2 separate regions of the Danio rerio genome follow, and region 1 is linked to region 2. The links are chromatin contacts, called in public Hi-C maps. All regions are on one chromosome and are shown on one strand. The core of a region is the stretch at or near the end of the contact, and the rest is flanking DNA. Distances in the headings are between cores, read along the strand shown.

Region 1 (7,267 bases), core at 1,852-4,351, 43 kb before region 2:
TAAGACATTAAAACAGTTGTTGTTGTTGTTGTCTGAGTGCCTGAGGCACGGACTATAAAGGCTCCGCCCTCTTCCAGAGAGGAGGGCGGGAAGTAGCAGCTCATTTGCATTTATAGAGATATACAGGAATATTTTTGTATTTGATTGCAGTCAATACAATGCAGTTTAAAAGTTAAATCAATTGATTCTCAAAAGTGATGACTCATTTTGGGTTCAAATCTTTAGCCGCTTAACTCTAAGGCTATTCACATTTCAGACTGGGCCATCGGACTAATCACAACAGACCGAGCCATCGGACAAATCACATCGGACCAGGCCTTCGGACCAATCACAACAGACTGGGTCATCAGACCAATCACAAAAAAACTAGGTCATTGGACCAATCACCACAAACCGAGCCATCGGATTAATAACCACAGACCAGGCCATCGGACTAATCACAACAGACTAGGCCATGGGACCAATAACCACAGACCGGGCCATTGGACCAATCACAACAGACTTGGTAATCGAACCAATCACAACAAACTGGGTCATTAAACCATTAACCAAAGATTAGTCTCATGCACAGGAGGGGTTTGGAAAAAATTAATCGCTGAATAAATCATGTGGGAGGGGTTATGATAATTAGGTAGAGATAATTATGCAGATTAAGAGACAATGAAAGTGTTTTTTGCCCTGAAAGCAGATCAGCCTGTAGCTGGAGACCCCCAACACCAAAATATGACCTTTCCTAATGCATCATAGGGGCTCTTTAAAGCTGCTCCTGCAACACAAACATTAGAGACAGCACACATGCATGCATCCCACAGTGACTTACGTAGTTTGCATGGAGGACAGTGAAGAATTCAGGGTGAGTGATGAACTTGACGGCGGGACACTGAAGCAGCTGCGAGACGTTCGGGTTATTGACCGGAGATGAAGGGCCGTCTCTTCTCTGATCTACACACAACACAGGAACAAACACTGTTTAGGTTACGCTTTATTACAATCCCTATAGGCACAACTGTGTTGGCGTGGGTTTCCTCCGGGTGCTCCGGTTTCCCCCACAGTCCAAACACATGCGCTATAGGGGAACTGAATAAACTAAAGTGGCCTTAGTGGGTGTGTGTGTGTTAGCTGGAAGGGCACCCGCTGTGTAAAGCATATGCTGTAATAGTTGGAATAGGAATATGGCGGTTCATTCCATTGTGCATCCGCTGATTAATAACGTGACTAAGCCGAAGGAAAATTAATGAATAATGTATTAAAACAGCATGTTTTCTAAGTTTGCTTGTTAATATTGTATAATTTTATATTTGAATATTTTTAAAGTGCTTTATAAGCAAAATATATTACTATTATAATTAAAATCTGGAACGCTGATGAAGTTTTCCTGCTTTCTGAAGGCTGATCAGTGATGAGGCTGACCTGTGGATTGTGTTGTGGATTCGCTCTCGGTATCTCCAGTGTTCCTCTCAGATCCGCGAGTGTTTGCAGGCTCGTCTTCGCTCGCCATCGTCCGCTGAATATTCTGATACCTGAGGAAAAATCAACACTGCTGGGGGAAAACACTCCTATCATCGTCATATAAGGAAAAATATCTGCATTGTTCTGTCTGAGTTGATTCAGCAAATAATACACACATACTCTAGATTTATTTCAAGAGCTTGGTTCCTTTTGTATCAATTAAATGTATTGGTTTATTTCACATCAATCACACACATCATACCTTTTAATTAAAACAAATCTCTCGCATTTATTAACCCTTTAACTTCATTCCTTTGGCTTACTCTCTGATTTTTTATCAGGGGTCACCACAGCGGAATGACCCGGCAACTATTTCAGCATGTTTTACGCAGCAGATGCCCTTCCAGCTGCAACCCAGTACTGGGAAACACCCATAGACCCTCATTCAAACACACTCATACACTACGGCCAATTTAGTTGATCAGTTCCCCTAAAGCGCATGCGTTTGGACTGTGGGGGAAACCGGAGCCAACACGGGGAGAACATGCAAACTCCACACAGAAACACCAACTGACCCAGGCGAACCAGCGACCTTCTTGCTGTGAGGTGACAGTGCGATACCATCATTTTTAGTTTTAATGATAACCTAAATGCACAAATGTTCACCTAGGAAGTTACCATTCCTATTAAAGGGTTAACGCTGTTTTATAAATATCAAAGATGCTTAAGAAGTGATTTTGTTTTAGTTATAACAATTAATATAAAACATATATATATAACATTTTGAGGTCAATACATGTTTAGCAACTATTATTACAGTATAAAATAGCAGTTTTAAGAGAATATGCAGTAAAGTGGCATTTATATCTGTAATGTAAAGCAGCATGTCCCAGTCTTTGGAGTCAGAAATTATTATATGATGATTAAGAAATATTAATGATGCATGAAACTGTAATGCATTTTATTTTTCAGGATTGTATTTTGTTTGTTTTACATAATCTGTTGTAACATTATAATTATATTTAATCCACATTTGATTTGATCATTTTAATGCTGCTTGAATTAATAAATATAATTTATTTCTAAGCCACAGTCACACAAAAGACCCCAAACAAAAATCGGATTCTCCGCCAGTGTTGCCAGATTGAGCGGTTTTGAATAAATTTTTGCAGGTAAAAAATGACATAGGCAGGAAATGTGTAAAATTGGTCGGTTTTGTAACAGCGTGCAGCCAGCCCCTTCACTTATAAACCTGTTATGATCCCCCAAAGAGGTGCCATAGCACAGCGGGTTTTAGATTAGGTTTTGGTTAGCTACATCTGGCAACACTGTTCTCCGCTGACTCATTTGAGAAGGGTATAAACGGAGGTCAGAGCCAGCTCCAAGAGGGTGGGCTTTGGAGCTCCAAGTGGGCTGTGCAAACCTTATTTAGTCGTATTTAGAGTTTAATATTGTGCTTTATGAATGTGTACACCTAACCCTAAACCCGACCTCACAGTAACCTGATAAACCCAACCTACTTGTGGTTTGAGTCCCTCCCACTTGGAGGCCAACCAACCTACTTGCGGTGTAATGCCTCCCACTTGCAGGTCTCCGGGCTGCAGCGATACCTACTTGGACTCATTTTGGTGTTTCAGTGCTTAAGCGTGTGTGTCCTGCAGGGGGCAGCATCTGCTCAAATATACCTTTGAGATGTTGTGAAATTTTACTCAACTCACTACAATAATTCCAAAGCATCTGTTCTGAATTATATCTTTAATACTTATTAGTTTGTGGCTATACATCTTTATTTCACAGCTACACTGACATGGTAAACAGATGTGAACGAATGAAGGAAATATTCTCCTGCACTGTAAACAATATCTGTTAATGAACAGTTAACGGTGTGATTTGGGTTTATTTGCGGTAGTGACTTGCATTATGGGATGCTGATCTCTGCTCCACTTCTGATGTTGAAAATTCTAAACTACAGTTTAATAATGTTAATTTTAATGACATTTTAGTTTTTTGAATATAATATAAGAAACATTATGTAGAGGAATAAGTGTGTGAAATAACAGGAGATGTGTTGCAGTTTATTACAAGGTGTTTGTAGCGTAATATACAACACCAACACACACAATATAGCCCTGCAGACTGTTACACAAGAGCAGAAAACACACTTTTTACAACTACTCAAGGTTAAAAGTTATTGGAAGAAAGATCAAGATCCCATTATGCAACTTAAAAGCAGAAATAAATGGGGGAAAATAAAAACATTAATCACAAAATACAGAAAACTGCTCATTTCTGGGTATTTTTACAGTGTATAGTGTGTTGTACCTGCGGTTGAGCTGCTCCATCTGGTGTGTGGACCCTGATCTCTGCATGCCGGTGCGCTTGGCTGCATGAATGGGTCTCTGCCATGTTGTTGTCCGGTTTACATGATCCACGTAAAAAACACGACCGTGACTGTCCACACGCGCCTCCCAATCTGTGCACAAACACACACACACATCATCCACTGTCCTCCTGTGGAGATCTGAATTCTTCCTCGTTTATCTCCCAAGTGCTGTTTAACAGAGCAAGACATTTTTTCCACATTATTTCCTATTCCCAGTAGGCAGTGCTGTCGCCTCACAGCAATAAGGTCTCTTGTTCGAGCCTCGGCTGGGTCAGTTGGCATTTCTCTGTGTGGAGTTTGCATGTTCTCCCCGTGTTGGCGTGGGTTTTCTCCGGCTGCTCCGGTTTCCCTCACAGTCCAAACACATGCAGTACAGGTGAATTGGGTAGGCTAAATTGTCTGTAGTGTATGAGTGTGAATGAGTGTGTTTCCCAGAGATGGGCTGCGGCTGGAAGGGCATCCGCTGTGTAAAAACATGCTGGATAAGTTGGCGGTTCATTCCGCTGTGGCGACCCCGGATTAATAAAGGAACTAAGCCTTAAAGAAAATGAATGAATGAATGAAATACGGAAAACCGCTAATGTACAGATATTTTTACAGCACAAAAGTGCAAAGTTTCAACACTTCTGAGCATGCACAGGTGATCCATTATTGACTTTTGCATGAACATCAAGGAATTTATTGTCTAAATATTTGTGTATTGTTATCAGCTCAATGTGCAGTTCAACTAAATGTGCATATCATGATTCAATGCACACGCTGAGGTTCACCATCCAGTGTGTTTTATGCAGTATTCCAAAATACACATCAAAACATGTGGATGGAGACAAAGCAAATGAGATGACACACACACACACACACACACACAAACACACACACACAAACACGCACACTCACACACACTTGCATGCTAATGAAGGTAAACACATGTCAACAGCACAAGCCAGGGTCAGATGTGATTGAGGAAAGCTTACTTGGTGGTAATGGTTGATCAACACTGGGGTAATGATGGGGATCAGGCCGCAAAGCAGGAGTCTGAGTGATTGCATGATGACTGCAGTGCAAATGAAAACTGCCTACAAACAAATCACAACACACACCCGTGACTTATGACGAGTGCCATAAATCAGCGCTGATATACTGGAAGCGGGAACTGTCCTGCCAGTGTCACAGAAGCAAGTCAATACAATGAAGTACATGAAATCTCTGGATATACAGTTGATTAATTCAGTGGGAACAGTCGGGTCGGGAAGAGAACTGTTCTAATATGACAGCGGGTAAAAAAAAAAACCTAATAAATAATAATTAAGCAGCAGGAGCAATCAGGTGTGGAATAAAACCCAGCATGAGCGGGACTGAAAAAACAGTCCTGTGCAGACCACTAGACCAGGGGTGGCCAATCCTGTTCCTGGAGAGCCACCTTCCTGCAGATTTCAGTTGCAACCCATATCAAACACACCTGCCTGTAATTATCACGTGGTGTTCAGGTCCTAATTAATTGGTTCAGGTGTGTTCGATATGGGTAGCAACTGAAATCTGCAGGAAGTTGGGTCTCCAGGAACAGGGTTGGCCACCCCTGCTCTAGACTGTAGGTCTGGGTCCGTATTGAACGGCTTCTAGGTCCGGTTTGCGTGTTAGTGACCCTAACCCATCCCAATTTTGCAAGGCACAATTCAGAAAAGGCTCCTCACCTGTTTGCCGAACTCAAGATCTGGGTCCTTATGGGAAAGCTTCTGGGTCCGGTTGACCTGTTAGTGACCATTGCCTTAACCCATCCTCCCATTATTGATCTTTTAGCAATGCACAGCAGGACAGAAATAAAAAAAAACAGTCCCAAGCAGACCTCTAGGCCAGGGGTGTCCATTCCTGTTCCTGGAGATCAACCTTCCCGCAGAGTTCAACTCCAACGCTGATCAAACACAACCAACTAAGCAGGATCTGAAGGAGCACTTGGTGATTACAGACAGGTGTGTTTGACCAAGGTTGCAGATGAACTCTGCAGAAAGGTAGACCTGGGAAACAGGATTGGGCTCCATGCTAAGGCTGTAGGAGTGGGTTCTGGGTCGGCAATTGAACCGTGGTTCTCCTGTTAGTTACCACTCCCCTAACCCATACCAGTTTTTATCTTTCAGGAATGCATAATCTAGAAAAGTCTCCTCCCCTGATGACCTAACCCTGGGTCCAGCCACAGGCGAGTGCTCTAGACCAGGGATGGGCAAACTTAATACTGGAGGGCGTGTGTCCTACATAGTTTTGCTCCAACGCTTATCAAACACACATGCTTTCTAGTGATTTAAGTCACTGATTAGTTTGTTCAGGTGTGTTTGATTAGTGTTGGAGAAAACTCTGCAGGGACACCGGCCCTCGAGGATCAAGTATGGCTATCCTTGCTATAGACTGTAGGTATAAGTCCGTGTGGAATGGCTTCTGGGTCCAGTTCACCTGTTAGTGGCCCTAACCCATCCCATTTTTGACCTTTCAGCAATGCACAATTCTTACAAGTCATCTCACCTGTTGTCTGAACACAAGATCTGGGTCCTTTTGGGAAAGCCTCTGGGTCTGGTTGACCTGATAGTGAACATTTCCTTAACCCATCCCCATTATTAAACTTTTAGCAATGCACAGCAAGACTGAAATAAAAAAAAACAGTCCCGAGCAGACCTCTAGGCCAGGGGTGTCCAATCCTGTTCCTAGAGATCTACATGGAGTTCAGCTCCAACCCTGATCAAACACAACTAAACCAACCAAGCAGGATCTGGAGGAGCACTTGGTGATTACAGACAGGTGTGTTTGATCAAGGTTGCAGATGAACTCTGCAGGAAGGCAGATCTCCAAGAACTGGATTGAGCTGCCCTGCTCTAGGCTGTAGGTCTGGGTCCATATGGGGTGGCTTCTGGGTCTGCACCCAAACTGCATTCTGACCTGTTAGTGGCCCTAACCCATCCCATTTTTATCCAATCAGCAATGCACAATTCAGAAAAGCCTCCTCACCTGTTGGCCGAACACTAGGTCCCGCCACAGGCGACTCATCCACCTCCGCGTCCCCCAGAGGACTCTCTTCTGAAGAAGACTCCCTCCACTGGACCGAGCCTCCGCCTGGCTCCCGCACATCTGGGCTCCGCATGGAGTCTGACACCGACTCAAACGCGCTGTTTTCCTCCTCCTCTTCCTCTTGCGAAGAGAAAACCGTGCTCTCCGACAGGCGGGTGCTGTCCACCGAGGACAGGCGTGTGTGGCTGCACAGCCGGTTTCGGCCCTCGTAACCCGAGTTTGTGCTGTAACACGAGGTGCTGTAACAGGACGTGCTGTAACATGACGTACTATAGCAGGAGTTATCACAAAATTCACACTCGCTTTCCCGAGGCTCCCTTCTTCTTCCCGAATCCCCGTCTTCACTGTATATCCGGAGGGTGGACGGAGACGGTCTTTCTCCCT
Region 2 (7,376 bases), core at 2,890-5,389:
AATAATAGTACTAGTACTTCTACTACTACTACTACTACTACTACTACTACTAATAATAATGAATAGTAATAGTAATTAATAATAAATAATAATAATAATAATAATAATAATAATAATAATAATAAATATAATAAAATAATAATAATATTAATGAATAATAATGAATAATAATAATAATAATAATGAATAATGATAATAAAAAATAAATAAAATAATAATAATATTAATAATTTTCCCAGTGATGGGTTGCAGCTGGAAGGGCATCTGCTGCTTACAAACATGCTGGATAAGTTGGTGATTCATTACACTGTGAAGATCCCAGATTAATAAAGGGACTAAGCTGAAAAGAAAATGAATGTATGAATAATAATAATGAATAATAAATAAATAAATAAATAAATAAATGATAATATAATAATTATAATAATAATGAATAATAATAATAATGAACATTAATAAATAATAAATAAATAAATAAATGATTAATTTAATACTAATAATAATACTAATAAAAATGAATAATAATAATAATAATAATAATAATAATAATAATAAATATAATAAACATTTTGGATAGAAAAAAAAGATTTAAAATTTTTTTTGAATTAAGATTTTTTTACATTAAAAGTTTCTATTAGTCTGTTAGTTGTTTTACCCACTTTAAAATGTGCCTCGTACATTAAAGATTATTTCTACATGATTTAATGCATTAGCCCATTTAGATATTATTTAATGTATTTAGGTGAATTCACTGATGTTACATAATAGTTATACTATAAAGCTAATTAATGTTGATACCACTGTTTAGCTTCAGAAGAATAGCATTTATTTTTGTTGAATAATTTTTTTTCTATAAAAACAAGTTATCTGTGATATATCTGTCCGTGATTTTGATATCTATGTGAATGTGTGTGTGCTTGAGTGTGTAAATACATTTAGCAAGCCACAGCTGTCCCAGAGTGCACAGGGTAAATACCAGCCTGATGATGCCTGACGATCAATCCTAACCTCACATCCAATACCAAAGCCACTGCTTCATAAATCACATTAATCTCTGTATAATAATCAACAGAGAGGCTTCAGAACCACACCACTGAAACTGCAGACACAGAGACGGAAACACACACTTCTCAGCTGATGATGTAGACATACTTACTGAAATAACTGGGTATTTGGTTACAAATGCAGCATTTTTGTAATATATGTGCTATAATATGTGCAAATTATACCAATAGTCACGCTTTACAATAGAGTTTCATTAGTTCATGTATTTAAGGATGATCAATAGTTGTAGAGCATTTATTAATCATAGGTCAACATTTACGAAAGCGTTATTAACATCCAAATTCATGCTTTTTAGCATTAGTTAATGCACTGAGTAAATGAACTAACAATAAATGACTGTATTTACATTAATTAACATGAATAAACACTGTAATAAATGTATTGTTCATTGTTTGTTCGTGTTAGTAAATGCATTAACTAACAATACCTAATACAACATCATTGTAAAGTGTTACCATAATAATAATGATAATAACAACAACAACAATGATGACAACGATTATAATAATAATAATAATATTATTATTATAATATAATAAATATAATAAAACTATTATTATTATTGTTATAATTATATAAATATATAAATTAATATATACTTTATTTTGCTGTTTGTTTAATCAGCTTTTTTCAAATGAGCTAAAACAACACAATTAAGTTTTTTTTTGGGGGGGGGGGGGTGGAGATACCCCAATTGTTTTTATATTAAATCCACTTAAATTAGTGAAAACTAATAAGTTAACTTATTGACTTCATGTTGTCTCTACACAAATTGATTGTGTGGAACCCAGCATTTTTACAGTGTATTACTGTTGTTTTTATATTTTTCAGTGTGACCTATAATATGGAATGAATAATAATAATAATAACAACAACAACAGCAATGATTATAATTATAATAATAATAAATATTATATAATTACTATTATTTATTATTTTTTTCTGTATTATACTATGAAGATAAATAATACTAATAATAACATGTATTATTAGTATTCACTTATTTCAGTGTATATATGGAATAATAATAATAATAATAAATAAATAAATAAATAAATAAATAAATAAATAAAAATAAATAAATAAATTATTATTATTATTATAATAACAATTATATAAATTTATGGGCTATAATATGGGAATAAATAATTAATTAAATAAATAAATTAATTAATTCATTAATTAATAAAGCCCTATTTATTTATTTTTGTGTCCGTCACAGTCACCAGTGAGTCTATACAAATCACTGGAGAACTACAAACCTGCCACCAAAAGAACTACTAATCCCATCTTACCTGTTCACACACACCAATTGCAGTTCTCTCACTGATTGCACACACACACACACAGCGGGAAGCTCACCATAGACTGATTACCAGGACTATGAATACCCCTCACACTCACACACACAGTGCTGAGTCTTGTTCACATGTACAAAGCGTTTCCTAGTCTAGCCGCACTTCCTGACCCTTGTTTCGTTCTTTGTTTATCCTGTTTGCCGTCTGCACCGACCTCTGCCTGTGACCACGACTACACTTTTGGAGTACCCTCATGGAACCGTTTGTTCCTTTTGACCACTGCCTGCTTGACCAAGCTGTGAATAAACTGAGTTTAGACCCTGAACTCCGTTGTTGCAGTATCTTTGCTCTATTGTATTCACGTAGGCTTGTATTTTGATTTGATATTTTATGCAGATGCATTCTTGATCAATGTAAAATTATGAATTCTTCATAAATATAGTTATTTAAATCATCTGGTGAAATTATATTCATATTACACACAAACACACACTATATAAACATTATAAACATACTTATTTTTATAAGCAAAAACAAAATATCGCAATGTCATTTTTCCCCAATATGGTGCAGCCCTACTGTTTAATAAAGTGTGTAAGAGGAGCTGTAAACAGCGGGATGATCATGTCAGTATGTCTGTGTGTGTGTCACATGGAAAGAGGAAAAAAGCTGAATGACACCAGAAAAAAAGAGAAAGATGTGCTTATAAACAACACACACACACACACACACACACACACACACACACACACACACACACACACACACACACACACACACACACACACACACACACACCGACAGAATTTTAAATTGTTGTTCATACATTCTTAAAATTGTTAAATATACTGTTTATTAGCATTTATCATTAGTGTTTTTTCCTGAAATGTTGATTGCTAAATATCCTGTAGTGTTTATTATTATTTATTGTTAGTTGTTGTTTATCACTATTACTGTTATTTGTTTTCATGCTTTAACGTAAACATCACAAATGCAATGTATGTAATTATTGTCTGCTATTATTATTATAATTGTACTACTATTATAACTTATATTGTCTATTTTACTGCTCTATACAGTGGCAATGTGTACTCGTATGTGTTTGTATTTCTTTTATAAATATATATATATATATATATATATATATATATATATATATATATATATATATATATATATATATATGTATATACTGATGTTATTTAGGCTTTTGTTTACTGCTATGTATGCTTTGGCAATACACAGCCATGTCTATCAATCCAATTGCCACCCAAAAAGATGATATGAGAGAGAGAGAGATAGAGAGAGAGAGAGAGAGAGAGAGAGAGAGAGAGAGAGAGAGAGAATCCCTCAATCACCAGTAGAACATCAGAACAAAATACGGGCACACAAATACACGCACGCAAACAAACACAAACGCAAACAAACACACACACACACACGCACACACGCGCACACACACACACACACACACACACACACACACACACACACACACACACACACACACGATGAAACGCGATCTTCACAGGACTGCGCGCGCGTCTGCAGAGGTAAATGACTCTCCATCGACACACACGCACGCACGCACACACACACGGACATGACAATGAAGCCCTCGCTCACTCATAGACACACACCTGAGACAGAAAGATCCGCCGGTGGATCATGCTCAAGCTCCGGGCTCCAGCTCAGCGGGTCTCACTGCAATCCTCAAGCCGAACACGGTGATCCGGAGCCGGGGAAACCGCTCAATCCATCCCGAGCAGCAGAACCAGAGCGTCAACACTGTCCCGCATCAGCACTGCGCAGCAGCCAATCAGCAGTCGGCATTCCTTCTGACTCCGCCCACAACACAAGACGAGCTGAACTGTGATTTAAAGAAGACACGCACTGAACTGGCACTCAGTGTAACAGCAGTCTAATTAAATATACACAACAATCAGGGCAAGAATCATTATTAAAGAGCGTTGATCAACTTGACCTCAAAATATTGAATGATATTTATTTAATTTATTATTAAATGACTTTATATTTTGCCGTTATATCCTTCACTAATTTGTCAGCAAGACGTTTTAACCATTTAAATTACAATCAAGGCTGTGATCACTTATTATATGACGTTTTAATACAGGTATTAATGATCTTACTCTATTTTTATATCCGCTTGATAATGAAACATAAACTAAGTAGACACTTGACTTACATTTAACATGCATTCTAAGTACATATCACTTCTATACATAGATTTAATGCATTTATCAAAACATTTAACCTACATAAGACTCAATCTTGCATTAATCTAGCATATTAATCCATGGATTATTTAGTTACTAAGTCGAAGTACGTTATGATACTTTATTTAAAGAGTAAGATTGACTTAAAATTGCAATGCATTACTTTTTTACCAAAGCTGTATGTGTGTATACCCAAAACATAATATTTAGCTGTATCTCAACCCTGTTTATATAATTGAGACCTGCAAAACTACATATTTTGGATTTTTCTCTTATATTAAAGAGCATGATAAATAAATTAGCTGTATTGTAAAGTGCAGCGCTGACTGCTTTATGTAAGTTACACTTAAAGTAAATAAATTCAAAATAAATATATAAATTAATAAGTAAGCTAAGTTTTAATTAACTTTAGACTTATTAAAGGTAAATATAGCCTATTATTTAGCTTTATAGAATAATCTGAATTAAATAACCAACATTCAAGGTTGGTTACATTTCAGGTAACAATTGGAAGTTACTACTTTTATTTATTTATTACTTTGTTAAGTTGAGATAAGAACATTTCAAAGAAATATTTTTACTATAAAGAAGTCGAATGCTTATCTGCTTACAAAAAAACAAACACTGTCTCTCTCCCTATACTATATTCGAATGAAATCCTGTAAAATATTGTGCGTTTTAATTAAATAAATCGTGTCTCATTAAGCTGAAGTTCATTCAAGGTGGCTCCCCGCTCTCTCTGTCGCCATCTGTGGTCGAAACACTACACTGCATGTTTCTAGTAGAGTAGCTCTTTTACGTCATCGCTGTATCTGGCCCATCTGGCCTGAGGAATCCCCATGGTTACTGTGTATTAATATAAACATATCACTGCAGACCTGCCACTCTGCGATACCCATTTACAACAACTCGTATCCTAATTATATTTTGTTCGGACACGTGCTTATCGAGTCTGTTTTGGATTTGAGGTCAGTGTTGTCTTTGTTTGGACGACGGTGGATTTGGTGATGTTGGATGCCCCGCAAAGATCAATGTTTGGATACACTACTAATGCTCACCTGCTGTCCTGTTCAATCTTTGACGAAGTAAGTCTATCGCCAAAACCCGATGCTTTCTCGCAATAAAGAAGCAGCAGTGTTGTTTACGGACGTGATGTAAACACGCAAGAACGTAGGCTTGACATTTCCCGCTTAATCCAACTCGACGGTTCCAGTGTGTGGAATGGGGACCACTAATGATTAACCATAGTCAATAGAGTTGGCGGGAAAACCGTTTTGATATGTTAATGAAGCCTACATTGTGAAAACTGTTACTAACACCTTTACCACTGTAAAAGATGCCTTTCTAGGTTACATTTGTTGTCTTGTTTCTAGTCCAAATATTTAAAAATCCTTAAATCAAGAAGCATTTTATATACAAGCAAAAAATAGCCTTGTTTTCAGAAATAATATGCCTAAATTAAGTGAGTTTTTCCTTAAAACAAGCTTAACAATCTGCCAATTTACAGAGCAAAATGTCTTATTTTGACATGGCATTTTTTGGTCATATTTCTAAACGCAAGTCTGGAGAATGCTTCTTGATTTAAATATTTGTAGATATTTGGACTAGAAAATAAATAAATAAATAAATAAATAAATATATATATATATATATATATATATAAACAATATCACGCGAGCGTCCCACCAGTCACCTGGATGACTTGCATGCATTTTCATATTTGTATTTAAATGAGTGAAGACAGTTTAAAATAATAATAATAATAATAAAAATAGCCTGAATAATAAATAAAACATATTCAAGCACCATTAAAACCTTATGTTTATGGTTGGAGTTGTATTCACTAATGATAAGTAAGTACACAAAAGCGCAACAGAGACCTCTAGCGGGCATTTATGATTACTGCAGTTTACCAAACATTTAAAATCTTATGCAATAGTTATTTCTGTCATGGAAGACTCTGAGTGAAATCAAAAGATCACTTAAACAGCTGTTTATGTTAATAAATTCCCCATGCCATCTTAAATGATGATAGTGCTTATTGCAAGAAATGTTTTGCACTCGTCCTCTAGAATCAGGTATTATCCATATTATTTCTTCCTAGGCATGTGACTTAAATGTGTGATCATTTATGAAATTGCAGTAATTTTACCTGTACAAAAGCAGTCCGTCATGATACTTTATTTAGGAAATTCCTCACATGGCAAAAATACTATAGTATTTTGTAATGTAGTGTTTTTTGAACCATACTATAGTAAATACAGTTGAAGTCAGAATTATGACCCCCCCCCCCCCACACACACACACATTTCTAATAATTTTTTATAACTTATTTCTAATAACTAATTTATTTTCTCTTTGTCATGATGACAGCACATAATATTAGACTAGATATTCTTCAAGACACTAGTGTTCAGCTTACAGTGACATGTAAAGGCTTCACTAGGGTAATCAGGGTAACTAGGCAGGTTGGGGTAATTAGGAAAGTCATTGTATAACAGTGGTTTATTCTGGAGACAATCCAACACTAATATTGCTGAAGGGGCGAATGATATTGACCTTAAAATGGCTTTAAAACTATTAAAAACTGCTTTTATTCTAGCCCAAATAAAACAAATAAGACTTTCTCCAGAAGAAAAAATATGATCAAACACACTGTGAACATTTCCTTGCTCTAATAAACATAATTTGTGAAATATTTACAAAAGAAAAAAATTCAAAGGGCGGCTAATAATTCTGACTTCAACTGTACTTGCATTAATATGTTGTGGTGATT

The links. A called contact is a pair of places that touch in the nucleus more often than the background predicts.
Region 1: a contact with region 2 is called in a Hi-C map of an unstated tissue, with 3 times the contacts expected there. The contact joins the enhancer-like site here to the promoter of hecw1a in region 2. A contact is called at or near these places in 6 of 18 Hi-C or Micro-C datasets (caudal fin, embryo, fibroblasts and 2 more).

What each region holds. Positions count from the first base shown.
Region 1 is chr24:798,230-805,496 of GRCz12tu, reverse strand. It overlaps hecw1a (HECT, C2 and WW domain containing E3 ubiquitin protein ligase 1a), which reads right to left. Exons shown (of 28, transcript XM_073941348.1): 10 at 6,824-7,267; 11 at 3,772-3,922; 12 at 1,411-1,520; 13 at 821-942. All of the region lies in intron 1 of LOC141380801 (a long non-coding RNA gene), which reads left to right. Among named protein-coding and RNA genes, the nearest start is that of stk17a, 31 kb to the left of the region's middle. Within about 2 kb of position 3,101, at least 2 of the 62 cell types and tissues checked have an H3K27ac peak or open chromatin away from gene starts, as enhancers often do.
Region 2 is chr24:756,480-763,855 of GRCz12tu, reverse strand. hecw1a (HECT, C2 and WW domain containing E3 ubiquitin protein ligase 1a) reads right to left here and starts at 4,139. Exons shown (of 28, transcript XM_073941348.1): 1 at 4,004-4,139. All of the region lies in intron 1 of LOC141380801 (a long non-coding RNA gene), which reads left to right. It overlaps LOC141380800 (a long non-coding RNA gene), which reads left to right and starts at 5,403. Exons shown (of 5, transcript XR_012399640.1): 1 at 5,403-5,685.